Regions from separate parts of the Pan troglodytes genome. Here region 2 is linked to region 1. Evidence: chromatin contacts called from public HiChIP or PLAC-seq data. All regions are on one chromosome and are shown on one strand. The core of a region is the stretch at or near the end of the contact, and the rest is flanking DNA. Distances in the headings are between cores, read along the strand shown.

Region 1 (6,766 bases), core at 1,475-3,974:
TGGGAAGCAAGGACCACACAGAGGGAAGATGACATGGGAGGGATAAGAGTTAGCTAGAATGGGAAGCAAGGACCACACAGAGGGAAGATGACATGGGATGGATAAGGTGGGAAAAACTGGAGCACTTAAAAAAAAGGGGGAAATCATTTCCAGAGGGCCAACATGAGCAAAGACACAGCTGGGGCATAGAGAGGTTATGCTGCCAGACCTTTGAAGTAGGGTGGTGAAGATAAGAGTAGAAAGGGAGGGCTGGAAAGCCGGGTGCAGTGGCTCATGCCTGTGATCCCAGCACTTTGGGAGGCCGAGGTGGGCAGATCATGAGGTCAGGAGATCAAGACCATCTTGGCCAACATGGTGAAACCCCATCTCTACTAAAAATACAAAAATTAGCTGGGTGTGGTGGCGTGCACCTGTAGTCCCAGGTACTTGGGAGGCTGAGGCAGAATTGCTTGAACCCAGGAGGTGGAAGCTGTAGTGAGCTGAGATGGTGCCACTGCACTCCAGCCTGGGCAACAGAGCAAGATTCCATCTCAAAAAAAAAAAAAAAAAAGAGGGCCAGGAGCAGTAGCTGATGCCTGTGGTCCCAGCATTTTGGGAGGCCGAGGCGGGAGGATTGCTTGAGGTTAGGTGTTTGAGACCAGCCTGGGCAACATAGCAAGATCTTCTCTCTACAAAAACTAAACTAAAATTAAAAAAAAAAAAAAATAGCCTGGTGTGGCAAAAGAGTAGAAAGGGAAGGAGGAGTCAGATTAGGGGAGCCAAATGAAGAGCACTAAGGACTCATGCTAGAGCAATCAGAGACAATGCCCCAGGTTCCCTTTTCCCTTCACTTTCATTCACCTTTCTTTTCCCTTCCTGGGTTTCCATGGACGATAAGTACCTGAGGGTGCGCAGGGCTTCAGCAGGCAGCCAGGGCTCCCAAGCCTTGGCCATCGCTTCATAGAGCCAGCGGGAGGAGTGGTTGCCCTCAATGAAGGGGGGAGGGAAGCTATTGACAGGTGTGCTTTCATGGTTACCCACAGCAGGGTACACTGGCACTGGCCCCAGGAACTTCCTCACAAGTGCTGTGACAGTGGTCAGGGCCCGCAGTTGGTCCTGACGAGTCTGGTGCCAGACATCATGTGCGGGGATGTCTCCTGTCCAGTACACCATATCAAAAGGGCCGGCTGGGCCCAGCCCACTCAACAGGCTCTCCAGGGTCCTCAGGGGCAGGTCACACTTGCTGTATTCGCCCCAGTATCCGGCACCTGGCCGGGACGCGGGCGGCAGGCCAGAACCCCGGCGGCAACACAGTGGGTCTGCACAGTCAGGGTCCATGCCCTCCAGGTAGTCATGATCCCAGTGCAGGTCAGTGAGGAAGAGGATGCGGCTGACAGGGGCGCCTGGGGCTGGGGGGCTAGGAGGTTTGGGGGGCGGCTTCGGCACAGTAGGCAAAGAGATGTTCCAAGATGAGAAAATGTCCCAGTGCCCACAGGTGGAGCCCAGGAGCAGGCCACAGGCCTCAGATGGGCTCAGCACTGAGCGTCTCCACACCTCCACCATGTCATCCTCAAAGAGGTGGACAATGGATTGGCACACGGCAGGTGGTGCTATCTTCAGCAGATTGCACAGCTTGATGGCCACGGAGCCCACGCGAGCCACATTGGGTTCCTTCTGCAGTGGGAGGAGCGCATGGTGAGAAATCAGAGGCAGAGCAGAGGAACAAGGCCAACCCCTGGCCACCACCCCTTGGGCCTCCATTTCCAAACTGGGGCTGGGCAGGACTCAGTGCACCAAGCTCAGTGCACACCTTTGCCTTCCAGATATTGCCCTGTAACTCAGGCAGCGCCAGGCCATCGCTTCTTCTTTAGCTCAGCGGCCTGTGGCATGAGGCCTTTGCTTGGCAAGCTGACTTCCTCAGGCACTGTCTGCATTATTTTCTTACTTCACAAAGGTCACAATGGGGTGATGGTGGCATGTAGCCATGGGTGTCCCCAAAGGGGAGCAAACTCAGTGATGGATTGTAGATGCCACCCTCTCCATCAGGGATGCGTTCTGAGCCCAGCGCACCAGCATCAGACCCAGCCCCCAGCCCCAGCACTCCTTTCGGCCTCCTCCACTGCAGCCCCTTCAGTGCTCACCTTCAGCCCGAGGTTGATGGCGGTGAATAGACCTTTGCAGACTGGGCAGGTGAGGTTCCCCCACCCAAAGACATCTCGGAGCCGGGGCACTATGCGATGTAACCTGGCAGGATGGCCTTGGGGAGAAACAGGGTGAGCCTCTGCCGGAGCCCAGAGAACCCGAGAGTCAGACAGAGCCAGCGCCAGCGCCAGCGCCAGTACCAGGCCCATCCAAAGGAGTCCGGGGGCTCTGGCGGTCCCGTCTTGTCCCTGTTCCCGGCCGGACCTGGGGCAGCTCTGGCGGAGTGACGCTCCGTAGCGGGGCATTGTCGGGCTTCCTACACGGGGCTGGTTCGTCTGTCCCGTCCCCACCGGCCTGGACCCTAGCCAGCCCTCAGGGCCCCGGGCGGCGCTGGGGACACCCGATTACCCTTCTCTGTAGTCGGCTGACTGCTCCGCTGCCGGCCGCAAAGCAGCTCCGCCCCTTCCTCTTCCTCTGATCTCTAACAGCTGATCTCTCGGTGGCGGGCAGCTGTCAACGCTGCGGAGGCGGAGCGGGCGGGGCGCTCCCGGGACCGCCCCGATTCCGCCCCCTCTCCCTGCCCCCGCCCTGCCCCGGGCGCACGGGCTGCGGGGGTGGGGACTCTCCCTGAGGTCACCAGGGGCTCCGCCTTGAGGTCACAGCCGCGGGAGGCCGTGCTCGTGCTTTGGAGCTCCACGTGATGTGGTCGGTGGAAGACGTCTCCTTTGTCAGAATCTGCGCTCAGATTCCCGGAATAGCTGCCAGACCGACCCCAGCGTTGAGCCCGGGAAGGGAAGGTAGGAGAGAGCAGGGCCGGCAGGATCCTCCCACTGGGTGTGTTGCCTCTGACACGAAGGCGCCTTCCCTCGATTTCCCTTGCTCTGCCACTGGCACCAGCCCTCTTGAGTCACCCTGAGAATCACTCACCTGTGATTCAGATGAGGAAACAAACCTTAGAGATGGTGAAGAGACTAGGAAGCCGTAAAGACCATATAGCCATGGGGGCCAATAACATGGGCTGGAACCCAATTGGGTCTCCCACCTCCGTGTATCCACGACAGTAAAAGCGAGCATTTATGGAGTTGTTTACGATGTGCCAAGCACCAACCCAGGCACTTTATAATTAATAATCTTCAATTCTCACAACAACCCTAAGAAGTACCTATTATATTGGGGCTCAGAAATCCATACCCAAAATATGGTGGTTTGACTTACTAAGTTAAGCCTTAAGGTCTGTCTGACCTTCCTACTCCCGCCCCCTTTCTCCCAAAGCCGTTACCAAGCGTCCAGACCCATCAGAAGGAACAACTGTTTTTTTCTTCCCCTCCCTATAAAACCAAGAATATAATCACACCTGAACAGACCCTTTCACATGATAATGTACTAGTTAATCTGTTCCCTGATCCATTCCTTCTCCCTCAGCAGAATTCCTCTTCCCCTCACTCCCATAACCCGCTTTGCCTGAATGACACATAAGCTTCTGAACTCGTTTGGGAAGTGGGTAGTCACTCTGTGGTTCCCCGTGGACACATTAATAAAATTTCTATGCCTTTTCTTCAATTAATCTGTTTTTTGTGGGTTGATTTTTCAGCAGAATTTCAGAGGGCGAAGGGAAAGTTTCCCTTGGTCCCTACAAATACTATTATTACCCCCCTTTACAGATAGGATGAGGCACAAAGAAGTTAAGTGGCAGAATAGCAATTAAACCCTAAGCTGTTTGACGAGTGCTTCTGAGGGATCCTCAGAGCTATCAAGTCCTGTCAGTTCTTTCCTTTGATAATTTTTTACAAGTGTTTTTTTCCCCCAGTTCTGGGGACATCATCTCAGATAGAGTACTCACAGTAATAATTAGCATGCATTTTAAAGATTATGTACTATGAAAAACAAAACAAAACAAAACCTTTTTATCTAAGGAAGATGAGCCCCTTTAAATTATCAGGCCCAGACAGGCATTTAAAATGTAGCAACAGTCACTCTCACTCTTCTTTGAGCTAAGTAATTATCTCTTGAAACCACTTGCTATGCCAAGTAGCCATTAAATGCCATACACCTTATAGTTCAACAATGTATAGCCAAGCGCTAAACAATGTATAACCGGTGTTACTTCTGTAAACAATGAGAATTCCTGATGAACAACTTTTGTATTCACTTCCTCTCCTAATTCATCTTTCTTTCTTTGAAAATATGAGCCTCTCTTTTGTTGTCCAGAGTGCTCCCCCAAGACAACTTGCAAGTGTGTCCTGGGTCGCAGTCCTCAACCTTGGCCGTTGGCCCGAATAACCCTCTATAGGTACTTTTCTGAGGACTCTGCCTTAAGTTAATCCTCACAACAAATTTGGAAGTCGGTATTATAATTATCCCCATTTTACGGAGAAGGAAAGTAGGATTAAGTAAGTGGCTCAAGATCCCACAGCTAGCTAGTAAGTGCTGGAACTGGAATTTGGATGTGTCAAGCAAAACATGTCTGAGACAGGTCTCAATCGATTTAGAGGTTTATTTTGCCAAGGTTAAGGACATGGCTGGAAGAAATAAACACGGAATCGCAGAAACAGTCTGTGGTCTGTGGCTTTCTCCAAAGATCATTTTGAGGGCTTCAATATTTAAAGGGGAAAAGTGAGCTGGAGGGAAAGAAGAAGGGTATGGCAATCCACATGTCGCAAGAGAAAAGGAGCAGGTAGGGAGATACTCAATTATGTGTTCATCTGGCACTTTACATAAGATAAAGTAAATATGCCTGTGGAGATATTTAACCTTTTGTGTTTTTTTTTCGAGACAGAGTTTTCGCTGTTGTTGACCAGGCTGGAGTGCAATGGTGCAATCTCGGCTCACCACAACCTCTGCCTCCCGGGTTCAAGTGATTCTCCTGCCTCAGCCTACGGAGTAGCTGGGATTACAGGCATGTGCCACCACACCCGGCTAATTTTGTAAATATTTAACCTTTTGTCTGTAGCTATCTGCTTAGGAACAAAAGGAAAGGCAGCTTCTTGCATGACTCAGTTTTCAGTTTATTTTTTTTCCTTTTGGCATAGTCAACTGGAGTCCTGAGTTTTTATTTTCCTTTCACAAATGCAACATTCTGGCTCTATTCTTTGCTGTGTGGGGACCCATTCAGAACACCAGAGTTGGTATAACAATTATTTTAAGCCGAAGACATTTCAGATTCAATAGATGCAGAAATAAACCTTCTGGGAGCTTTCTTCATCTGATTAAAACTTCTGGGAAATGTCAACCTAAAGGGAAAAATCTAAGGCAAACTTGATATAAGTAGAGAGTTTATTTGGGCCAAGTTTGAAGACTGTGAAGCGAAGATTGAAGTTGCCCTGAGTATATGCTCCCAATTAGCAGAAGTCACAAGTGGGTTTTTAAAGGAGAAGAAGAGGCAGTTCCTAATGAGGACTAAGCTCTGATTTTTTCTTATCTTGCCCAAATTCCTATCGAAAGGGTCTGGGGAGTCATGCCCTACAAACCAGAAATTCTTATCAGTTGGGTTTTATTTAACACTATATATTGTGACTGACTTTTCAGTCATACTCTGGCATAAAATTACGTGACAAAGAAGAAAGTCAAAATATTTTACCCCAAAACATGTTTCTTTGCCATATATATATATATGTTTTTTGGTCGGGGGTGGGGAGCGGGACAGAGTTTCACTCTTATTGCCCGGGCTGGAGTGCAATGGGGTGATCTTGGCTTACTGCAACCTCCCCCACCCAGATTCAAGGGATTCTCCTGCCTCAGCCTCCCGAGTAGCTGGGATTACAGGCACCCACCACCACCATGCCCAGCTAATTTTTGTATTGTTAATAAAGATGGGGTTTTGCCATGCTGGCCAGGCTGGTCTCGAACTTCTTACCTCAGGTGATCCTCCTGCCTTGCCCTCCCAAAGTGCTGGGATTACAGGAGTAAGCCACCGCACCCGGCCACTTTGCCATATTTTGAAATGGCCCTGCAAAGTCGTACCTTATGGGGGAAAATTTACATCTGTAAAGAATCTCTAATAACACAGATAGATCTTTTTCTTCTGGGCCCTCTAATCCTGAAGAGATTAACTGAGAGTCTAGCACCTTTTAAAGGTCTGAATAGGAAACATTTGTCAACTGTTGTCTCTAAGGGCAGCCACTAAGAGACTTCAAAGAACCTTGGTCTCCACAATCTTTTTTTTTTTTTTTTTAAGACGGCGTCTCACTCTGTCGCCCAGGCTGGAGTGCAATAGCGTAATCTCGGCTCACTGCAACCTCCGCCTCCCGGGTTCAAGCAATTCTCCTACCCCAGCCTCCCGAGCAGCTGGGACTACAGGCGTCTGCCACCACACCCAGCTAATTTTCATATTTTTAATAGAGACGGGGCTTCACGATGTTGGCCAGGATGGTCTCCATCTCTTGACCTTGTGATCCGCCTGCCTTAGCCTCCCAAAGTGCTGGGATTACAGGTGTGAGCCACTGTGCCCGGCCTCCACAATCTTTTATCTTAACCTGAACATTTTCTTTCTATTGATCCCAGGTCTTTAGACAAACTCAACCAATTGTCAACCAGAAAATGTTTAAATTTCCCTATAGCCTGGAAGCTCCCCATCCCCCAGCTTCAGATTGTCCCACCTTTCTTGACCAAACCAATGTATTTCTCAAATTTATTTGATTGATGTCTC
Region 2 (6,766 bases), core at 2,331-4,830, 210 kb before region 1:
CTGGGCCTGCCTGACAGCCTGGGGCCATAAAAGGAAATTCCCTCTAGTTCGGGGCTGCAGATTCAAGGGGCGGAGCAGGGGGCGGTCCGTGGTCTGGGCCAGCAGCCTCCGGATGCCTTAGTGTTGTGGTCACTTCCTGTGTGCGACTCTAGGCAAGGCCTGGAGCTGATCAGGGGTCTGGCCATCCAGATGCCCGTACAGCTGAAGGGGTTGGGGGGTGTGGCCTTTAAGTTAATCATTTTCCTCCACAACTTGCTCGCATCTGCTAACACAGAAATAGCCAAAAGCTTTTCCTTGAGATGGGATTATCCCCAGGAAGCATTACGCCCCCTGTTTATCAGTTGGTCTTGCCTCCTAGACCTTTAATTTGTGCCCTGACTTATCAGCTTCCAGTACTGCCTGTGGCGCCAGGGCAGGCCAAACTCGGGGGGCAAAAGTATGGGCACAAGGGTTCTGTTCACTCTCAGGCTGCCTGCCACCTCAGGGCCTGGACTTCTATCTCAAGAAGACCTGCAAGGAATTAACCCCCTCTTCATATCCAGCATATAGCCAACTTAGGCCCCCATACTTTACTCCTCAAACCAGCACCACAACCTTCCAGTTTCATTAATTCCACCCCTTTTCCTTCTGGCAGCATCTTCCTAGAGTCTTCCTAGACCCAGCTAGAGTCTTCCTAGATGTTAGGCCCACTGGGCAACTGCCTAAGCCTGTATTTCCTCACCAACAAAACAGTAACAGTGCTTACTGTCTTTATCAGGGTACCCTTTGAGAATTATATGAAAAATGGAACAAATGACTTTGCAAAGTATTAAAGAGAAATAGTGTAGAACCTAATGGGAACCAGTGAAGTCTAGACTAAGATGACAGGTGATCCTGACCTGTCAAACCTAAAAACTAAACTCCACCAATTTTAAAAAATAAAGAATTTGAATTTGCCACTCTGAGTCACCATCACTACTGCTCTTCTTGCCTTCCTATCTCAGCCAACCTTGTAGAACTGGTGTACATTCACTTTCACTATTTGCTCACCTCTCAACTTTCGTTTTCTTTTTCTGTTTTAAGACAGAGTCTTGCTCTGTGGCCCAGGCTGGAGGGCAGTGGCATGATCTTGGCTCACTGCAGCCTCTGCTTCCCGGGTTCAAGCAGTTCTCCTGCCTCAGCCTCCGAGTAGCTGGGATTACAGGCGCACGCCACCACGCCTGGCTAATTTTTGTATTTTTAGTAGAGACAGGGTTTCACCATGTTGGTCAGGCTGGTCTCGAACTCCTGACCTCGTGATCCACCAGCCTCGGCCTCCCAAAGTGCTGGGATTACAGGCATGAGCCACCGCACCCGGCCTACTTTTCAATCTGCCACAAATCTGCTGTATTGAGAGCAGAGATTATGTCAGATTCTGGACTCTAGCACCCAGCACAGAAGGTGTTCATCATAGTGCCTTAAATTAAGGAACCCAATGTAGTCTGATTTCTTCACCCATTATTCTGAAACAACACTCACAGATGGTCAAATACATCCTAACTGCACATTGAGGGGAACAACAGACACTGGGGCCTACCAGAGTGGGGTGGATAGGAAGAGGGAGAGGATCAGGAAAAATAACTAATGGGTACTATGGCTTAATACCTGGGTGATGAAATGATCTGCACAACAAACCTCCATAACACGAGTTTACCCATCCAACAAACCTGCACATGTACCCCTTAACTTAAAAAAAAAAAACCCAACTGTAAATTCAATGGCTACTTTAAAATATTAATGTTCTTTGATCTCTCAGTAGCCTGTACTGCTGTTGACCACCTCCCCTTCATTAAAACATTCTCTTCTGTAAGCTTTACTCACACATTTTCCTATTTCTTTTTCAACTTCCAGTTGCTCCTTTTCTGTCGTGCAGGCTTCCTGTCCCCTGACCTCTTGCCTTCCACTCTCCTGAGACATTCTCCTTCACAACCATGTCTTCAAGTATCATCTATATATATGATATATATATGCTATCTATATGCTGATAGCTCTCAAATCTGTGTCTCCAAGTCAGGTTCCTCCCCTGAATTGCAAATCTGCATAACCAACAACACACTCAACATTTCCACCTTGCTGCATTGTCACCTTAACTTTAACATGTCCAGAATAAAATGCCTCATCCTCCAGTTTTCTCCATCTCAGTAAAAACAACCAAGTTCCCAAGCCAGAACCCCGGTCCTCATCCTTGCCCCTACTCACTCCCCACACCAAGTTCCACAATTCTTCGTCCTAAAGACTTCTGGAATTTGATCACTTCTCTTTTTCACTCACCCTAATTCTAGTCCAAGACATCATTACTTCTACGATGAACTAGGCAATTGCCTCCTTTCCACCTGCTCTTCACAAAGCATCCAAGATGATACTGAAAAATGGACAATCTCATTATGTCACTATACAGCTTTAAAACCTTGCTTTTAAAATAAAGACCTTCTTATAGCCTAAATATGCTTGCATGATCTGGCTGATCCTTGGAGACCTCTACAGTCTTATGTCCTGTTCTTTTCCTCTTGTACCCAATGCTCCGACCCACAGAGATCATCTATCCTCCAGCCATATGGAACTCCAGACAATTTCCTGTTCTCTCTGCTCTGTGCCTTGCCCCCTAGCCTTTGGCCATGCAGTCTACTGAGGCTGGAAAGCTCTCTGTAGCCTCTGCCTGTGAAACTCTTATTCTGCAGTCAAGATTCAGCTCAAACTGCGTCCTCTGTGAAAACCCTCTGCCCGCCACAGGCTATGCTTAGCACTCATTACACTGGCTAGCAAAGGCAGCCGCCACCACCAGACATGAGCACTCCACTCCACGTAGCCAGATCTCTAGCCTTCCTCTCATCCACCAACCGTTTCGGCTCACCCCTGGTTGAGGTCGTTCTCCGTGTTGTCCAGCCACAGGCGAACGGCGACGGCGTTGCCCTCCCGGCACTGAGTGAAAATGTCGTCCATAGCAGCGTCCCGGCGCCGAGTCCCCTGGATTGGGGAAGCCTGAGGACTGTGGAGTGATCCAGGGAAGGAGGATGAACCCCAAGCTTTATCCTCTACAGGAGAGAAGTGTTTGTGTTGGGGGTAGGGGGCCTGAGCTGCGTCCCCGGCTAGTGGGGGTCTGTGAAGGAGTTCGGGGCTGCGGGATGATCCCTGGCTGTGTCCTCTAGACGCGAGGTAAAGGCGGGTCAGGGTGGGCAGGGGGTGACGAAGAGGTCGTGTCTGCTGAACGGATGTCCGAGAGCAGGCAACTAGACCCGATCGGCGAACAGAGTTGGGGGAAGTGGGGAGGTTCAGGCTCCGTATACTCTGGGAGAGGGGACCGGGGGTCCTCCCCAGGGTTGGCTCCGTTCCTTACTTGGAACTCAGGAGAAGTGAGGGGTAACAGGGGGCGCGGGTCCTCTCGCACTCACCGGGACTCGGGCTGCAGGATCCTTCTCCGGGGAACTCCCGTCCGGCCGCGCCCGCAGCCCGCCGCCGGCCCCGCCCCGCCCCGCCCCGCCCGTGGCGCTCTTGGGCAGCGCGGGCCTCCGTCCCTCCCCTCCCACCGCCTCCCTGCCCTTCTAGCCGCGCCTGGCTAAACTCGATGGTTCGCTGCGCCGCGCCGGCCGCTCTAGCAACCCCTGGCCGTCACGCTTTGGTTTCCGGGTCGGTTCTGGCAGGTCTGAGCGCTCCGACTTCCAGAGGAGCGCTGTGCACGTGGAGAAGAGCGGGGACTCGGCGACCCTGCCCTCCCGACCCTCATGTTCGAAGAGCCTGAGTGGGCCGAGGCGGCCCCAGTAGCCGCGGGCCTTGGGCCCGTAATCTCACGACCTCCGCCTGCGGCCTCCTCGCAAAACAAGGTGAGTGACTCGCAGGGGCGATGGGAGCTGTTTCAGGCCGCGAAGCGGACATTGGTGGATCCCAGCGCTGTGTGTATTGCGGGGAGGGACACCTGTGGCACCGTTAAGGGCGAGTCCTGATCTGAAGATCCGAGAACTTCCAAAAGAAACTGACGTTGGGTCAGAGAGAGTTGTTGAGTAGAAGTTGGTGAAGCGAAGAGGGTTCTTCAGACAGGAAAAAGTACGTACAAGGGCCCTGGGACAAGAGAGCATGTTCTGTTAGGGTCACAAACACAAGTGGTCCTTGTGGTTGAAATACATAGTAAATGAAAGGGGATGCTGTTCAAGAGGTAGAAGTTTTGCGTATATTGAGAATAGAAGCCAATGAAAGGTTTTAGGCAATGGAATTATTTCTTCAGATTTGTATTTTGAAAGGGTCGTTGGTTGCAGTGTGGAGGATGGATTGGAGACAGTAAGAGTTGTCAGTATCATTGTTCAAAGGAGGGTGTGGGAAACTTAGAATCAGGGTAAGTGCCTGGCCTAGGATTACCTGGTAGGACTGCAACACAGAATCAGCCTTCCCGACAATACATCTTCTCCTTTGAGCCTCTGCAGATGTGAGGGCCCTGCTTCCTCAGGCTTTTCTTACCCTTCAGTCTGCCTCCAACATGGAATCGGCCTGCTTTGTTTCCTCCTTTTTCGTCCCCTAGCCCCATTACCATTGTCCAAGCCGCTGGCCTCTCTGTCTGCAATTTCTCCCCTTCAGTTTGTTTTCTACACTGCAGCTAGAGACATGTTAAATATTTAATATACGTGTGTGATCATGTGTCTCCTGTGTTCAGAAGCCTCCTTACCTCTTACAGAAATGTATCAGCTCTAGGCAAAAGCTCAAGGTGAAGGGTTGGAATTCCTGGTCTCTGGCCTTGGTCTTGTTGCTTGTGGCCTTTGCATTTTCCTTTGGGGAAACCTCCATTAGCTCATTTACACATTGAAGAAAGTGGGATAGGTGGTTTCTCTGCTCTCCAGCTTCCCAGAAGTTGGGGTGGTGACATAAAAGTTCTTCTGGGTTCTGGCAGGCTTGACTGGGAAGAATTCAGATGCTTCTGCCAGTCTGAATCAGGTCCACATCTCTCCCTTCTTGTTCTCCAGGCCTCATCCATTCTCTTTAGGCCCACTCTCATCCCCTGTTTTCCTCCAGGGCTCCAAGCGCCGCCAGCTCTTGGCCACATTACGGGCCCTAGAGGCAGCATCTCTTTCCCAGCATCCCCCCAGCCTATGTATAAGTGACTCTGAGGAGGAGGAGGAGGAAAGGAAGAAGAAATGCCCCAAAAAGGCATCATTTGCCAGTGCCTCTGCTGAAGTAGGGAAGAAAGGGAAGAAGAAATGTCAAAAACAGGGCCCACCTTGCAGTGACTCTGAGGAAGAAGTAGAAAGGAAGAAGAAATGCCACAAACAGGCTCTTGTTGGCAGTGACTCTGCTGAAGATGAGAAAGGAAAGAGGAAATGCCAGAAACATGCCCCTATAAATTCAGCCCAGCACCTGGACAATGTTGACCAAACAGGTACCATTGGATGTGTATATGTGTGTGTGTTGGTGTGTGTGTGTCGGGGGGTCAGCTGGTTCTACATACAAGAGTGATTATCCACTGCCATTAGGATTGGGGCTAATGGTGTACTCAGGCAATAAGAAGTACTTCTATGCAGGCCACAGTCACGATCTCAAAGACAGAGGTATGGCTGGGATGACTTGCCGTGACTCTGAATGTAAGAGATCTTGCCTCATGTGCACCTTCCCATCTCCCTCCCTGTAGGTCCCAAAGCCTGGAAGGGTAGTACTACAAATGATCCACCAAAGCAAAGCCCTGGGTCCACTTCCCCTAAACCCCCTCATACATTAAGCCGCAAGCAGTGGCGGAACCGGCAAAAGAACAAGAGAAGATGTAAGAACAAGTTTCAGCCACCTCAGGTGCCAGACCAGGCCCCAGCTGAGGCCCCCACAGAGAAGACAGAGGTGCCTCCTGTTCCCAGGACAGACAGCCATGAGGCTCGGGCAGGGGCTTTGCGAGCCCGCATGGCACAGCGGCTGGATGGGGCCCGATTTCGCTACCTCAATGAACAGTTGTACTCAGGGCCCAGCAGTGCTGCACAGCGTCTCTTCCAGGGAGACCCTGAAGCTTTTCTTCTCTACCACCGCGGCTTCCAGAGCCAAGTGAAGAAGTGGCCACTGCAGCCAGTGGACCGCATCGCCAGGGATCTTCGCCAGCGGTGAATGGGGGTCAGGGACTGTGAGAAGCCATGTGGTGGGTCAGTCATAGGCTCAGATCAGACCAATATGTGACCCTTGCCTTCCACTCTCAGGCCTGCATCCCTAGTGGTGGCTGACTTCGGCTGTGGGGATTGCCGCTTGGCTTCAAGTATCCGGAACCCTGTGCATTGCTTTGACTTGGCTTCTCTGGACCCTAGGGTCACTGTGTGTGACATGGCCCAGGTAAACCCCTATGTTATCTGGCTTGTGCTCTAGGACCAACCTCCGTATGCTAATCTCTAACCCTTCCTTCCCCTTTCCCATCCTGGTATCTCAGTGCTGGCTTTCTTCTTCTGCACTGTGTGCCTTATACAACACTCTCACTCTCCACAGGTTCCTCTGGAGGATGAGTCTGTGGATGTGGCTGTGTTTTGCCTTTCACTGATGGGAACCAACATCAGGGACTTCCTAGAGGAGGCAAATAGAGTACTGAAGCCAGGGTAAGAGCCCCCAGGACACAGATGCATGTATGTATGTGTGCATGCATGAGTCTGTGCACTTACACAGAACTTTCTGTCTTTCTCAGGGGTCTCCTGAAAGTGGCTGAGGTCAGCAGCCGCTTCGAGGATGTTCGAACCTTTCTGCGGGCTGTGACCAAGCTAGGCTTCAAGATTGTCTCCAAGGTGAGGGCCCCAAGACGTCTGTA

The links. HiChIP or PLAC-seq counts read pairs in DNA pulled down with a chosen protein or histone mark.
Region 2: an H3K4me3 HiChIP or PLAC-seq map of stem cell-derived excitatory neurons shows a contact between it and region 1, with 4 times the contacts expected there. The contact joins the promoter of RRP8 here to the promoter of SMPD1 in region 1. A contact is called at or near these places in 1 of 7 Hi-C or Micro-C datasets (stem cell-derived neural progenitor cells), 1 of 1 datasets of contacts at active chromatin or transcription factors (stem cell-derived excitatory neurons) and 1 of 1 other capture datasets (stem cell-derived neural stem cells).

Annotation. Positions count from the first base shown.
Region 1 is chr9:10,534,553-10,541,318 of NHGRI_mPanTro3-v2.0_pri, reverse strand. SMPD1 (sphingomyelin phosphodiesterase 1) reads right to left here and starts at 2,724. Exons shown (of 6, transcript XM_508253.9): 1 at 2,121-2,724; 2 at 881-1,653. The coding sequence starts at 2,426. LOC129136402 (a long non-coding RNA gene) reads left to right here and starts at 2,696. Exons shown (of 3, transcript XR_010147121.1): 1 at 2,696-2,918; 2 at 4,898-5,017.
Region 2 is chr9:10,749,226-10,755,991 of NHGRI_mPanTro3-v2.0_pri, reverse strand. RRP8 (ribosomal RNA processing 8) reads left to right here and starts at 3,580. Exons shown (of 8, transcript XR_008537959.2): 1 at 3,580-3,836; 2 at 5,014-5,377; 3 at 5,627-6,080; 4 at 6,174-6,303; 5 at 6,454-6,560; 6 at 6,647-6,743. ILK (integrin linked kinase) reads right to left here and starts at 2,998. Exons shown (of 10, transcript XM_054661992.2): 1 at 2,870-2,998. The coding sequence starts at 2,958. LOC134807232 (a long non-coding RNA gene) reads left to right here. Exons shown (of 2, transcript XR_010147124.1): 2 at 1-936.